Regions from separate parts of the Sus scrofa genome. Here all the other regions are linked to region 1. Evidence: chromatin contacts called from public HiChIP or PLAC-seq and promoter capture Hi-C data. All regions are on one chromosome and are shown on one strand. Each heading gives the region's core, a stretch centred on a gene start, on an enhancer-like site or on the middle of the called end of the contact. The rest is flanking DNA. Distances are from core to core; before and after follow the strand shown. Region 1 overlaps OXNAD1 (oxidoreductase NAD-binding domain-containing protein 1). Region 2 holds the start of RFTN1 (raftlin). Region 3 has its middle 28 kb from the start of RFTN1.

Region 1 (3,965 bases), core at 1,282-3,781:
CTAGGGTCACACAGCTGGTGCGTGGCGAAGCCGGGCATCCATACCAGGCCGTCTAGCTGTAACGCTCATGCTATTAACAGCCGTCTTACACTGCTTCGTTTTTGCTGCCGAATTGTTGAGGAGGAGCAGTTGGCATTAGACATCAAGTCTGATGACTCCGAAGGTCTAGAGAGGGGAAAAGTGGATGCGGAGAAAAGGCTGGGTGGGTCTGGTAAAGCAGTGCTTTAGGCAGGGCAGGCAGGCCAGGATCAGAGCACAGGCAGAGAGGCTGAAGAGTGGAAAGTTACCCCATGTGCTTTCAGGGAGGAAAGAGGACTGGCAAAAGTACAGAGAAAGAGCATTTTAAGAGTACTTTGAGGTAGTGAAGGGACCACCATCATCGGGAGAATTTTCTCGTGGGGTTTTAAGAGTTGTCTCCCACTGAGAGTTTGACTAGATTTGGTCCTCTTGGAGGAAAATGGCTGGATGAGCTAGCTTTGTTCTGGGAAATCCTGACAGATTTCCAGGGCTCCCCCTGGTGGACCTGTGAAGGTAACACCGTCTGAGGGGAAGGGTGGTGTTTGGTCACCAGCCGCCAGTTTGATTTGCTGCCCAAAGTGGAGCTGAAGGGCAGTAGGAAGTGGAGGGAAGAGTTCTGCCACCTTTTTTCCCTCATTGTGAAGAAGTCCCAGATTTGAGAGGAAGAGAAACCCAAAGGCGGAAGAAACAAAGAAAGTGGGAAGTAGAGGCATTTGAAATTTGAGGGGTGATGGCACGCAACTGAAGTGTGTTTGACTCAGACCTTTTTTTTTTTTTTTTTTTTTTTTGTCTTTTTGCCATTTCTTGGGCCGCTTCTGCAGCATATGGAGTTCCCAGGCTAGGGCTAATCGGAGCTGTAGCCGCTGGCCTACACCAGAGCCGCAGCAACAGGGGATCGGAGCTGCATCTGCAACCTACACCACAGCTTACGGCAAAGCCAGATCCTTAACCCGCAAGGTCAGGGATCGAACCTGCAATCTCATGGTTCCTAGTCAGATTCGTTAACCACTGAGCCCCTACGGGAACTCCTGACTCAGACCTTTTTTAAACCAGACATAGCATTTAAAATAGTGCTTCTCCAACTATCTATAGCAATGGGCAGTTTTTGTTGTTTTTTCAAGCTTGTGGACTGTTTATATCTTGTAGAATATAATAAAAAGTGAATTAGAAAAAATAAATGGTAGTTCCCTGGTGGCCTAGTGGTTAAGGATCTGGTGTTGTCACTGCTGTGGCTCAGGTCATTGCTGTGGGGTGTATTTTATCCTGGCCCAGGAACTTTGCATGCTACAGGCATGGCCAAAATGAGTGGATGAATGAAAAGAAACAAAGGCACAAGGAGTACAAACCCAGTTTGTGGTCTATCATTAGAGTCAACAGGCATACAAGTTACACTGTGAAATTGCTAAAAAAAAAAAAAAAAAAAGTTAATTTCTGAATTCAGCTTGTCAAAGACTTGTGGCAAAGCTCAGAACATACATCAGCTTTTCTTATTTGCGTGCACAGCATTGACAGAGCAGGTGGGCTCCAGGCAGGGACTTTACAGGTCTCTGGGGCCCTGGTTCTTCCCAGAGGGCCCAGCCCAGGACATGGAAATGTTTTATGCAGAATAAAATTCAGTCAGTGGGCTAGCAAGTCTCCCCTAAATGAAATTTGTTCACCTGGTGGAAGGCAGAATTCTAAAGCAAAGTGTGCTTTACCTTGTTTTGCAATTATCAAAAACCACATCTTTGTAGATTTCAAAAGAAAAAAAAAAACCTTAGTTATAAGAAAGCCACAGTTTGTTCCTGAGTTGTGTGTACCTAACCTCAGCCACCGTCTTTGGCTCTAGGTGGTGTCAGTGGCTAAGGTGTGTGGAGTGGCCCATGAGTCCCCATCTGTGAAGAGGCTCCGCTTGCTTGTTGCTGATAAAGATTTTTCTTTTAAAGCCGGCCAATGGTAAGTAGCTTTTCTGTCTCCTAAGTGTTGTGTGTGTTCTGGGTGCTGCCAGATATAAGAACTTTATTTTTCCTTCTGGAAAGGACTTCTGTGGCCACTGTTTCTCCTGAGGCATAGGGATTCTTAGAGCGTCTCCATTCAGGCTGTGCTTTTTTTTGTCACAGAGAGTCTGATTCCTTTTCTTGTCCCAGAGCTCACCTTGGTTTTGAGCCCATGACCCTCTTAGACATAAGAAGAAAATTGCTGCCTTGAGTTTTCCAGATTGAAACAAAGCAGCTAGTTGTGGCCAAGGACCCTGATGAAGCCCAACAACTCTGGTGATTCAGGAGTGGATAGTGGATAATAGAATGCACTGCAGTAATCTAATCTGAAATACAGAGTAAACACAGCAGGCTGAAACTGGTTCTTCTAACCAGTTCTGTCACAGAGCTGCTTGCCCTCTGGCCCGAATTCCTGCCTCCCTCATACTGTATTTTGTGGAGTTGAAATATTTTGCTGAATTTATTATCAGGGTCCCCCCATCTGGCCCAGCCCACATCACACTCAGGACTCTGAGGACTAGTCAGTATGCTGCCAGGGTGACAGCCCAGCTGTCCCACTGTTCCTGAGAATGGCCTCCCTGAGCTGCAATTCAAGTTGAATTGTAAATAAAGTGACTTGTATTTCCTTAGGAAAGGTGTGTTTGGGTGTCTGTTTCCTTGATTTAAATAAAGCATTCATTTCTAAATGAATTTCTGGCATGTCAGTCTTGGTAGTCTTTCTTAGGAGTCACTTGACTAATTTTGGCAGTCCATCTGGAAATGTGGTTTTGTTAGAAGGAGGATGTGTGATAATAGCAAGTGTGATAATAGCAAGAGTTAGCAGTCTTGTGTTAATAGTTTGCCTTTGAATTTAGAACTAGAAAACAAGATGCTGATTGCAATAATTTGCGTTCATGAAGCAATTTACTGCAATCTTTGCACATGTTCGGTGATACATATTAAGTGCATTTGGGCTGGTTTGGGGGGGTGGGCAACGTTTTTTACCCTTCGAAACTAGTTTAGCTGTTATTACACTGAAAAGTGCAAACTTTAATTGTAATGATCTTTCTTTCCACATTTCCCTTCTGGGAAAGTGTTTGTGTCCTGTGCACACCCTTAGCTCCGTGCCTTCAGTTTAGGATTGTGCCAAGACTCTGACCCCAGTGTCCTGATTAGAAAAACCCTGTGCCTTGGTTATGTTGCTGCTTCCCTGGTGTGCGTGCAATTGTACTAGCACTAGCAAAAACTGTGAAGAAAAATGTCATCATTCCCTAGTGATACACATAGAAATAGGGTCCCGTTGTGATCCTCAAGATAAAATCACTCGGGGTTGGTGTTACATACCCCGTATCAGTGAATAGATTTGGTGACTTCCCTGATGTTGGGGCTGGTTTTAGTACATGCCTGACATGGGGGCGGATCACCTCTGGCTGGTCAGTATTGACCATTTCCCTGCCAGGTGTCCTTAGCACTCACTCCTGGCGCCTGGACTGTCCTCTTTAAAAGATTATTCCCTCACCACTGACTCACTCTACGACTCTGGAAGCTGTGAGCCCTTTGGATGTGTGACTTTGTGGTTACAGAATGGCCCTTTGCTGAGGTGTGGCATTGCTCCTTCAGCGTTGTTGCTGGGATGGCTTATGTGCCAGGCTCTCCTAGATCGTCTGATATACAGTCACCTCCGCTTGGCACTTGGGGGACGAGGCAAGGATTAGGGAAAGAGGGAGTGTGTGATTGTGGCTGATGCAGCTTGTGTGCTTGGGATGGTCAGAGTAGAGTGCTGCGTGGGGTAGGGAGAGGATTGCCACTGGGCTCTTGGGATAGGGGTTGGGCCATGACGATACACTCCTGAGCTCTTTCCCCCGACACTTGCCAAACTCTGGGGCAGGCTGCAGGCCCGCCTCTGAATGGATGAGTGAATGCTCTGAAGCTAGCCTTCAGCGAAGACCAGAGATGGGTCTCTGGGGTTCTTCCTGCTATGTGGTGTTCTTT
Region 2 (4,307 bases), core at 221-2,720, 260 kb after region 1:
TTCCTGGCAGGGCCTCACTTATCCTGAGATGACACACGATGGCAGGGGCTGGAAGAAGCCTCGCCTGACTGCGCCCAGCATCTGAAAACAGCTGTACCAATTACAACAAGGGACTGTTGCTGGAAACAGGGCAGCCACTCAAATATAGGGATTGGTGCCAGACTTTTTTTTTTTTTTTTTAATACTTTTTGTTTGTTTTTAAAGCCCCTAACAAACTCGCTGACACCATCCAGCGTCCCTGGGGACCACCCACTAGCACATTGGGCAGCCAAGTGCAAGCAACAGGGAGGCAGCAGCATGCCTGGGTACAGCACCTTGGCCTCCAAGCCGTTCTCATTGCCAAAGACAGCGCCACACCAGGTGAAGGGCATGAGCCCTGACCCAGGAAGGGGGTGTGCATGCCTGATCACGGGGCTTCCTGAAATAAACGCCACCACCACCCCTCCCTGACCCAGGTCCACGCTGGCTTCCCTTAGCCTAGGAAATAGGTGAGGACGAGAGAAGAAACCCTCTCACAGAAGGAGAGATGCCCGTTTTTAGTGCTGGGACCCACACACACCCTGCGCCCCAAGTCTCTGAGCCTCCCGTGGCCCTGGCGCTTCCTCTAAACGCGCGGCACGTCTGCTCCCGCCGGTCCAGCACCCCTGTCCGGGGAACCGGGAACAAACGCACCTCCCAGGGCGCACGCACAACGGCAGCAGGAGCCGTCTCCGCCCCGCCCCGCCCCAGCCCACCCCGGCCTCGCGCCCTCAGCAACCCGGACTCCGCGGCCAGCTCCCGCCTGATCTTTGCCGAGGACCTCGTGCAGCAGTGTCCTAGACCCACCTGTAGCCCCCTCGGCTTCCTTCCTCGGCGCCCCGAGCATGCGGAGCCCACGGCCCTCAACAGACTGCTCTGGGGTGCCTCTCTCCATAGCGCGCCAGGGAGGATTCCGCGCCCCCCCCCACCCAAAAAAAGTTGGCCCAATACCGCCGCGTCCCACGGATCCGGCCCGACCCCATCCAATCCCGGCCAAAGGTGCGGGGAACAGGGGTGGCAGCCCCGACGCCCGAGAAGCATGCCCAGCCCGGGCAACCTCCAAGGAGGCGCCCACCGGCTCCCCCCTCGCCCCGTCCGCCGGGTCCTTCCTCCACCCCGAGTTCGGCAGGCGTCCACCTACCGTTCTGGACCAGGCGAGAAGAAGGCGCGGGCGCGGGCTCCCGAAGACAGCGTGTTCCGTCCCGGGAGGAAAGTTTGTGCCATATAGAGGAGGCGGTGCGGAGAAGGCGTGGGCGCCAGGGGGTGGGAACGTGGCCGGCTGCGAGGCGTGCTCTTGGGTCTGTCCCTCCTGCGATCTGTGCGCCCGTCCCTCCGCGGAGCCCGCGGCCGCCGCGCTCCCGCTCGCTGCGCCCTGAGCCCGGCGCGCTCCGGCTCCAGCCCCGACGCGCCCCCGTCGCCGCCGCGCGTCCGCCGGCTACACTTCCTCTTCCTCTGAACTCATGTGCAAAATATGCTGCGCCGCATCTTCTGGGGAGCCGCGCGGCCCCTAACAGCAGCCGCGGGAGCGACGAGCGGGCCCCGCGCCCCCTCCACTCGCCGCTCCGTCGCCTCCACGCAGCCCGCAACCTGTGCGCTCCCCGCTGCCGGCGACCCTAGTTGCCCCTCCTCGCAGAGGTCAGAGGTTCACCCGCCCACCGTCCCAACCCGTTTTAACCTAGGTTGCGTGCGTCAAGAACGCGCGTGGGGCTGGGAACCCTCAAATTTGGAGCTGGATACTGGAGGGCGACTGCCACCGAAGGTGCTCGTTTGGGGGCTGGGAGGACCACAGAGAAGAGAGGACCGTTCCTCCTCATGCCACAGGTGGGCCCATCCCCAGGCATATGCGTTATTTCTTAAGAGATTGTGCTTAGGGAGTGGGATCATGCCACTGTCCCCCGTGCCACACCCTAGCCCAGTTACTTCAGGTGCCCAGAAGTTTTGAGAAGATCTGGGGAACCGTCTTAGCCTGCAACTTGAGGCTGCCTGAGGAGGCAATTAAATAAATAAAAACGCCAGGCCAGGCCCACGTTAGTGAATCAAAGATGTGAGGCAGTGAGCCCATTATAGAAATCTTTCTTCTTGGAGCTTTTTAGACAAAGTAAAATTACAGTGTAAGGGTTAATAGCGGGAGCCCTAGAGCCAAATCATCTGGTTGGGCCTGCTGGCCTCCATCCATATTTACTTTGTGTGACTTGGGCAAGTGACTTAACTGCTCTGGGCCTGTTTCTTCCTTTCTTAAATAGCACTTTCTCATGGGTTCTATGTGTAAAGTGTTTAGGAAAGCACCCTATAACGTAGCTCTTATCCTTGTTATTATTGTTATTAATATTATTATAAGGAGACTGAAACAAGACAGGGGACATAATCTGATTATCTACATTTTCTGGTTGGGCAAAGAGGGGCCCTTAGGCATTGGAGCCCACAGGATGGAGGCCCCAACGGTGCTTTAATGATGTCATTCTGATACTAATAACACTCCCCAGGGGTAAAGAAGCACTATTTCGTTTTCAGGACTTCCTCTAACCACAGCTTCTGAGATATTTTCTTCCTAGTTTGCCTTCTCTGTAGCCATCCCAATTCTGTGTGCCTTCCCCCTCCTCCACTGCCATTTTGTTTCTGGTTTTTGCCCCTTTCCATTCCCACTTCGCTGCCTGCTGGTATCGCTCACCACCAGCCCCTCTAGTCTCTCTCACTCTCTCCCCTGCTTGGCTTTACCATCTAGGAGAAAACAAGATCAGATGACAGACCAAGTTCAGATTCAGACAATATTATATGTGGATAAGTTGTACAAGTGTCCAGTGGTGCCCAGTGGTGGTTTTGAACACCCACTTAGGAGGCCAAAAGAAGGAATGTTTGTTATTCATATGCCCAAGTTCTTGAGTCATTGCAAGGCAGGGCCCATCTGAACTCTTTCTGATCCTTACATGGGAGAAAGGAAATAACATTTAAAGGTTTTACCCAGAAGTTCAAAAGTAAACACAGAGTATTTAAAAGAAGATAAAGAGAAGCAGGGGAGGGATGCAGCATAACTTGGTGTGTTTGGGGGAGGAGGTTGATTTCTTTTAAGCAATGCAATTTTTGCACATCATTTTTTTTTTTAACACCAGGTCCTTGGGGTTAATAAGTTATTCTGATTGTTTTCATTTTTTTCCACGCAACACTTTCCTGAGTACTAACGGTGTGTAAATGTCATAAATGTCTTTCTTTCCTGCTTGGATCTGCATTTTTTTTTTTTTTTTTTAAGAGTTTTCTAGACCTGCCAACCTTTCCCTCTAGATAATCTGATGCCTCCTACCTGGTACATAGTAGGTGTTTAGTAAACATATGTAGACATATATGGAATGAATGGGTGAATCAATCTTATCCAGATCTTTACTGGCTCTGTGTAACCTACACACTATCTGGAGTATTCTGATTCTCCTTCACCTGGAATAGCCAATGAAGAGACAAGGGTGGGTTCATTTGTGTTTTGTAGAGGTCAACCTTCATTTTTCCACTTGACTGCCATGGACCGGCCAGCCAGGGGATACACCCTGGGCACCTGGACCTCACCTCTAACTGACCTTGCCTACCCAGCATCAACCCCAAAGATGCTGGAACTATATCCTGGTTACCTTGGCAACCTCACAATGTCATCTGTTAGAATGTCCTAGGGCGGCAGCTTTTAATTCTATCACAGCAGTCTCATCGGGGGTCATGTAATAGTGCTGTTTTTCCTCTGTTCACACTTCCTCCCCCCATGATTTAACACTAAGTACTCGGGGAGGGGGCCGAACACGGGGAAAACCAAGCTATTACAGCACGACAGGTCACAGATGGCCCCAGAACTAGGATCCCGAGTGTTCTCAGTCGATAAAACGCAGGCCTCAAGTTAATGGGGAAGCTGGTTCTCCTCACACCCCCCGCAGAAAGGAGAGGAGTTAAGCCAGCCTAGGCAGCCAGCTGTGGCCAGACTATAATTCCTGTAAAAGCTCGGTTAAAGGAGCCCCCCCCGCTGGAGCAATTCTCTCTCTTGGCCTCAGCAGCATCACCCCACTCTGGAGATGATTAAGGCCATGGGCACCAGCAGCCCAGGGCAATTGTGCATCCCAGCTATGCTGAGGCTTGGAGGGGAGAATCCTGGCTAACCGTCTGTTCTGCCCACGTCCTTCCCACCCCTCCTCACCCCACCCCTTGATTTCACCCCACTCAGCCCCTCTCTCCCAGCTTTAGCTCAAAATAACTCAGTCTCTGTTATTCTGTAGGGAGCAGTAACAACTTAGGCAGAAAACAGACCCATCAAAAGCTGC
Region 3 (3,991 bases), core at 202-2,701, 280 kb after region 1:
CCTAAGTGCCAGGAAGATCCTTTGCTGGATAGCTTACCAACATTTAACTCATTTCATCTTCCAAGCAACCTCAATATCCATTCTCCCCAGCTTTCTTAGTAATGGAACTCTAGCTTCTTAGCTGGACAAGTGACTTCACAGAAGGAAAACTCGGCTTCCTTTGCAGCTAGGTTTGGCATTTGCTGAGTTCTGATCCAGAGATGTAAACAGAAGAGGCATGTGCACTTCCAGGAAGAGAGCGACCATAAAGAAAGGTGCCCTCTCCTCTGCCCCTTCTTCCTTCCTGATGAATGGAAGCAGATGTAATGGCTGGAGCTCGAATAGCTATTAGGACTTTGAGGTGAAAGAAATGCAGTGAGAATGGCAGAACAAATACACAAAGCCTGGATATTTGATGACAATCGCGCCACCAAATGACTTCTGGATGGTACATCTCCAGAGTTTGTTTATATGAGAGGAAAATACACTTTCCTTGTTTAAGCTACGATTAGTCATTCTAGATGAATCTAATCCTGATAGAGGAGTTATTGTCATCCCCATTTTACAGAAGAGACTGAGACTCAAGTTTACACAACTGGGGTACGTACATTCTGGTTCCTTGAGAACAGATGCCTCACTCTTGAGGTTGACTGATTCCCTGGCTCCCAAAGCTGATACCATGGAGGTGCTGAAAATATCCTCTTTGGGTTTCACTCATTGGAGCCAGGCCATGTGCCCACAAATATGAGCTGCAGGCCACACTTTCCTTAAAGGTTAGTCCTGAAGAGGCTTCCACTCACTGTGGGAGTGAGGCCAGGTCTTCAAGAGCAACAGACCTGGGTATGAGACTCTGAAAAATTTATTTAACATCTCAAACCTCAGATTCTTCTGTGACGGATATGACAGTACAGAGTTGTTAGGAGGACAAAGCGAAGGAATACACTGTGCCTGCCACTGACTAAGTGATCAGTAGAGGCTGGCTCTCATTATTAGTCCCTGGGGCTGACCTGGAGTCGTAGCATAATTATTCCTTTTTCCGTGTCTCCCTTTCATTTTGGGGCTGTCATCTTAAATAATATAATAACCAGCTATGTTACCAGCAAAAGCGAGTTTATTCAGGAATAGCCAGAGGAATTGCAATTCAGGATGTGTGAAATAATGGTGGACCACAGGCAAATCCAGAGAACCAAGATTTGTCTTTAAAGCCATCCTCCAAGTCTTTTATAGAGAAAAAGGGGGAGTTGGCAGGATTGAGATAACAAAAGAGTCCATTGGAGTTGCTGGGGGTCCAAAGCATGGAGGCATCTCATTGGTTGGGGGGGAACAGTCTCTGATTGGCTGGGCTACCCTAGGGCAGAGGGTAGATTTATCTTGCTGGATAGTAAGTAGAGGCATCTTCCTGATGGAAGTCCTAGCAGTACATTCCTTCCTGTTTGGAGTGATGAATGATGTGCAATGGGGCATGAGAGCTCCCCCTACAGGTCTGTCCCGACTTCAACTTTAGCTGAGGTTTATCCCCAACAAGCAACACTTTTCTCCCCACAGGGGTTACGGGGAGGGGCCCGTAACCCCTGCAAAAGCTAATCCCTCATACAATCAACTGCATCTTAGACTCAACCAGAACCCAAACATGCAGGGTTTGGTTGCCAAACCCCAGCTGTGGGCTCAAGTTTTCAAGCACAAGGCAGTTTTAGTAAGAAATTAATGTTCCCAAAATCATGACTTGTACTTGCTATGTTTCCACTGTTTGTTCTCATATAGTTGCTCAAGGAACCCCCCCCCCACTCACACAAAACATAAGGCAGCAATATTTGTCTTTAAAGCCATCCTCTAAGTCCAACACCCTCTCAGAGGTGCCTATAGAACCCATATCCCTACAGGTCTGCCTAGCAGGGTAACACAAGCGCTGCTTCTCTGTGATCCCTGCTGTCTGATGAATGAGTCCTTCTGATGTAATAACAGACACTGCATTGATTATCATGCAGCTTCCCCACCTGTAGGCCATGTGGCTTTGGGAGGTGGGGTGTACAGAATGTGTACAGGAAATCCTCAAATCCATCTGCATCCTTCACGGTCCATGAACTCAGTCTTTTACGTGTCTCCCACACGGTTAGACCCCTATTATTCAGATGTATATATGTGCTGTTGTGAGGAATAATATTTCATTTAAAGGCACGATACTAATATTAGATAATCGATAGGCACTAAATGCATACCCCTTATCATGCAAGAGTTAAAGCCCTAGGAGTTCTGTTGTGGCTCAGCAGGTTAAGACCCCAACTAGTATCCATGAGGATGTGGGTTCAATCCCTGGTCTTGCTCAGTGGGTTAAGGGTCTGGCATTGCCACAAGTTGCAGCATAGGTCACAGATGTGGCTTGTATCCTGCAATGCTATGGCTGTGTCTGTGTCTGCTGTGTAGGCAAGCAGCTGCAGCTCCAGTTTGACCTCTAGTCCAGGAAGTTCCATGTGCCACAGGAATGGCCCTAAAAAGGAAAAAAAAAGAGTTAAATGAATCCCTAGCTTAGTGCTACTCAATGAGAACTTGCAGAAATAGTCCCACAGCTAGGGATTCTCACGTGGAGTTTCAGCTGCAGATCGTGGAGACCACCAGACCCTCTGGTCACCCTCAAGTCACATTGGACAGGTATGCTGAGAAACACAAATCCATGGCCTTGAACAGGGGCAGGTGCACTCAGATGGCACAGCATGCACCACCTCCTTCCCTCTTTTCATGTGCATCACACACCCAGTGCACAAAATCATAACCACAGGCAGCAAAGAGAAGCAGCAGAAAGACTGAGGGACTCACATGGGAACAAGTGCAGGCAAGCTCCAAAACAAAAAACAAAAAAACAAAAAAACCCAACTCTGGACAACTTAGGCCAGAAAGTAAGTAAAAGCTTAGAAGAATCAGGCCATTGAAAAGATAGAAGGGCGGATCATGGGAGCAGATAATTTAGGAGGACCCCAAACATCTTCCATCCGTACAGTGCTTTAACAAGATTGGGATTCTTTGGAAAGAGCATAGCATTGGTTAGAAGAGAGTAGACTACTATGGGTGGTAGCCTCCTCCCAAACCCATACCAGGACTGGGGAAGTCATGTCCCTCAAAGAAAACCAGAAACAAAGAGGAAGGATGCTGAGTATGGAGGAAACAGCATGTGTCTTCTCTCTAAGACTCCATCTCTCTATCTTTAAAATGGGAACAACCATAACCACATTATAAAGCACAGACCATAGTGTGGCTTATGGGCAGTGCCTAATATGTAATGGTCTCCAAACCTTTTCTCCAGGTTTGGAGGAAAATAAAGGTGTTGTCTTTGGCTCTGTAGAGAATGTAGCCCTGGCACAGATAGAAGAATTTTCGAGGCCAACCATGCCATTTTTATAGATCTCCTAAACATCAACTGACAGCAAGGAGTGGATCTCTGCAGGTTGAGCTATCACTTCTTGCCAGGGGAATGAAAAATTAATAGAGTTTTGTGTGAGTCTTTTCTTGTAGACAGGCTGGGTCTCTAGAGGAAGCCACACAATGGCCAATTCATCTGAAGTCAGGGCCTAGGAGAGATGTTTGTTTCTGATATTAAAGATCCCAGGATTCTTATGATGTATGCTCACTGCTGCAGCCTGAACAATTTCATTCTAAAATCTTATATTGGGAGTTCCCACAGTGGTGCAATGGAAGCAAATCTGATTAGGATCCATGAGGATGTAGGTTCGATCCCTGGCCAGTGGGTTAAGGATCCAGTGTTGCCATGGGCTGTGGTGTAGGTTGCAGATGAGGCTCAGATCTGGCATTGCTGTGACTGTGGTATAGGCCAGCAGCTACAGCTCCGATTTGACCCCTAGCTTGGGAACCTCCATGTGCCATGGGTCAGCCCTAAAGAGCAAAGAATAAATAAATAAATAATAAAATCTTTTATTGTTTTTATTTCTTACACACACACACACACACTCATTTCTCTTAAAATAAAAAGTGACACTAATATGGATTAGCAGATGCAAACCAC

Evidence for each region. Promoter capture Hi-C pulls out the DNA fragments that hold promoters and counts their contacts. HiChIP or PLAC-seq counts read pairs in DNA pulled down with a chosen protein or histone mark.
Region 2: a promoter capture Hi-C map of fetal liver shows a contact between it and region 1, with 5 times the contacts expected there. The contact joins the promoter of RFTN1 here to the enhancer-like site in region 1. A contact is called at or near these places in 4 of 5 promoter capture datasets (fetal liver, fetal skeletal muscle and liver), 8 of 47 Hi-C or Micro-C datasets (brain, embryonic fibroblasts, epiblast stem cells and 5 more) and 2 of 2 datasets of contacts at active chromatin or transcription factors (alveolar macrophages and skeletal muscle).
Region 3: a contact with region 1 is called in an H3K27ac HiChIP or PLAC-seq map of alveolar macrophages. The contact joins two enhancer-like sites. A contact is called at or near these places in 6 of 47 Hi-C or Micro-C datasets (adipocytes, blood, embryonic fibroblasts and 2 more) and 2 of 2 datasets of contacts at active chromatin or transcription factors (alveolar macrophages and skeletal muscle).

The regions. Positions count from the first base shown.
Region 1 is chr13:3,415,595-3,419,559 of Sscrofa11.1, forward strand. It overlaps OXNAD1 (oxidoreductase NAD-binding domain-containing protein 1), which reads left to right. Exons shown (of 8, transcript XM_001925300.5): 4 at 1,847-1,953. Among named protein-coding and RNA genes, the nearest start is that of OXNAD1, 22 kb to the left of the region's middle. Within about 2 kb of position 2,532, at least 21 of the 83 cell types and tissues checked have an H3K27ac peak or open chromatin away from gene starts, as enhancers often do. A contact at or near this core is called in alveolar macrophages, fetal liver and retroperitoneal adipose tissue, where this site is marked.
Region 2 is chr13:3,673,602-3,677,908 of Sscrofa11.1, forward strand. It overlaps RFTN1 (raftlin), which reads right to left and starts at 1,471. Exons shown (of 10, transcript XM_021071357.1): 1 at 1,160-1,471.
Region 3 is chr13:3,701,535-3,705,525 of Sscrofa11.1, forward strand. No RefSeq gene overlaps it. Among named protein-coding and RNA genes, the nearest start is that of RFTN1, 28 kb to the left of the region's middle. Within about 2 kb of position 1,452, at least 1 of the 83 cell types and tissues checked has an H3K27ac peak or open chromatin away from gene starts, as enhancers often do. A contact at or near this core is called in alveolar macrophages, where this site is marked.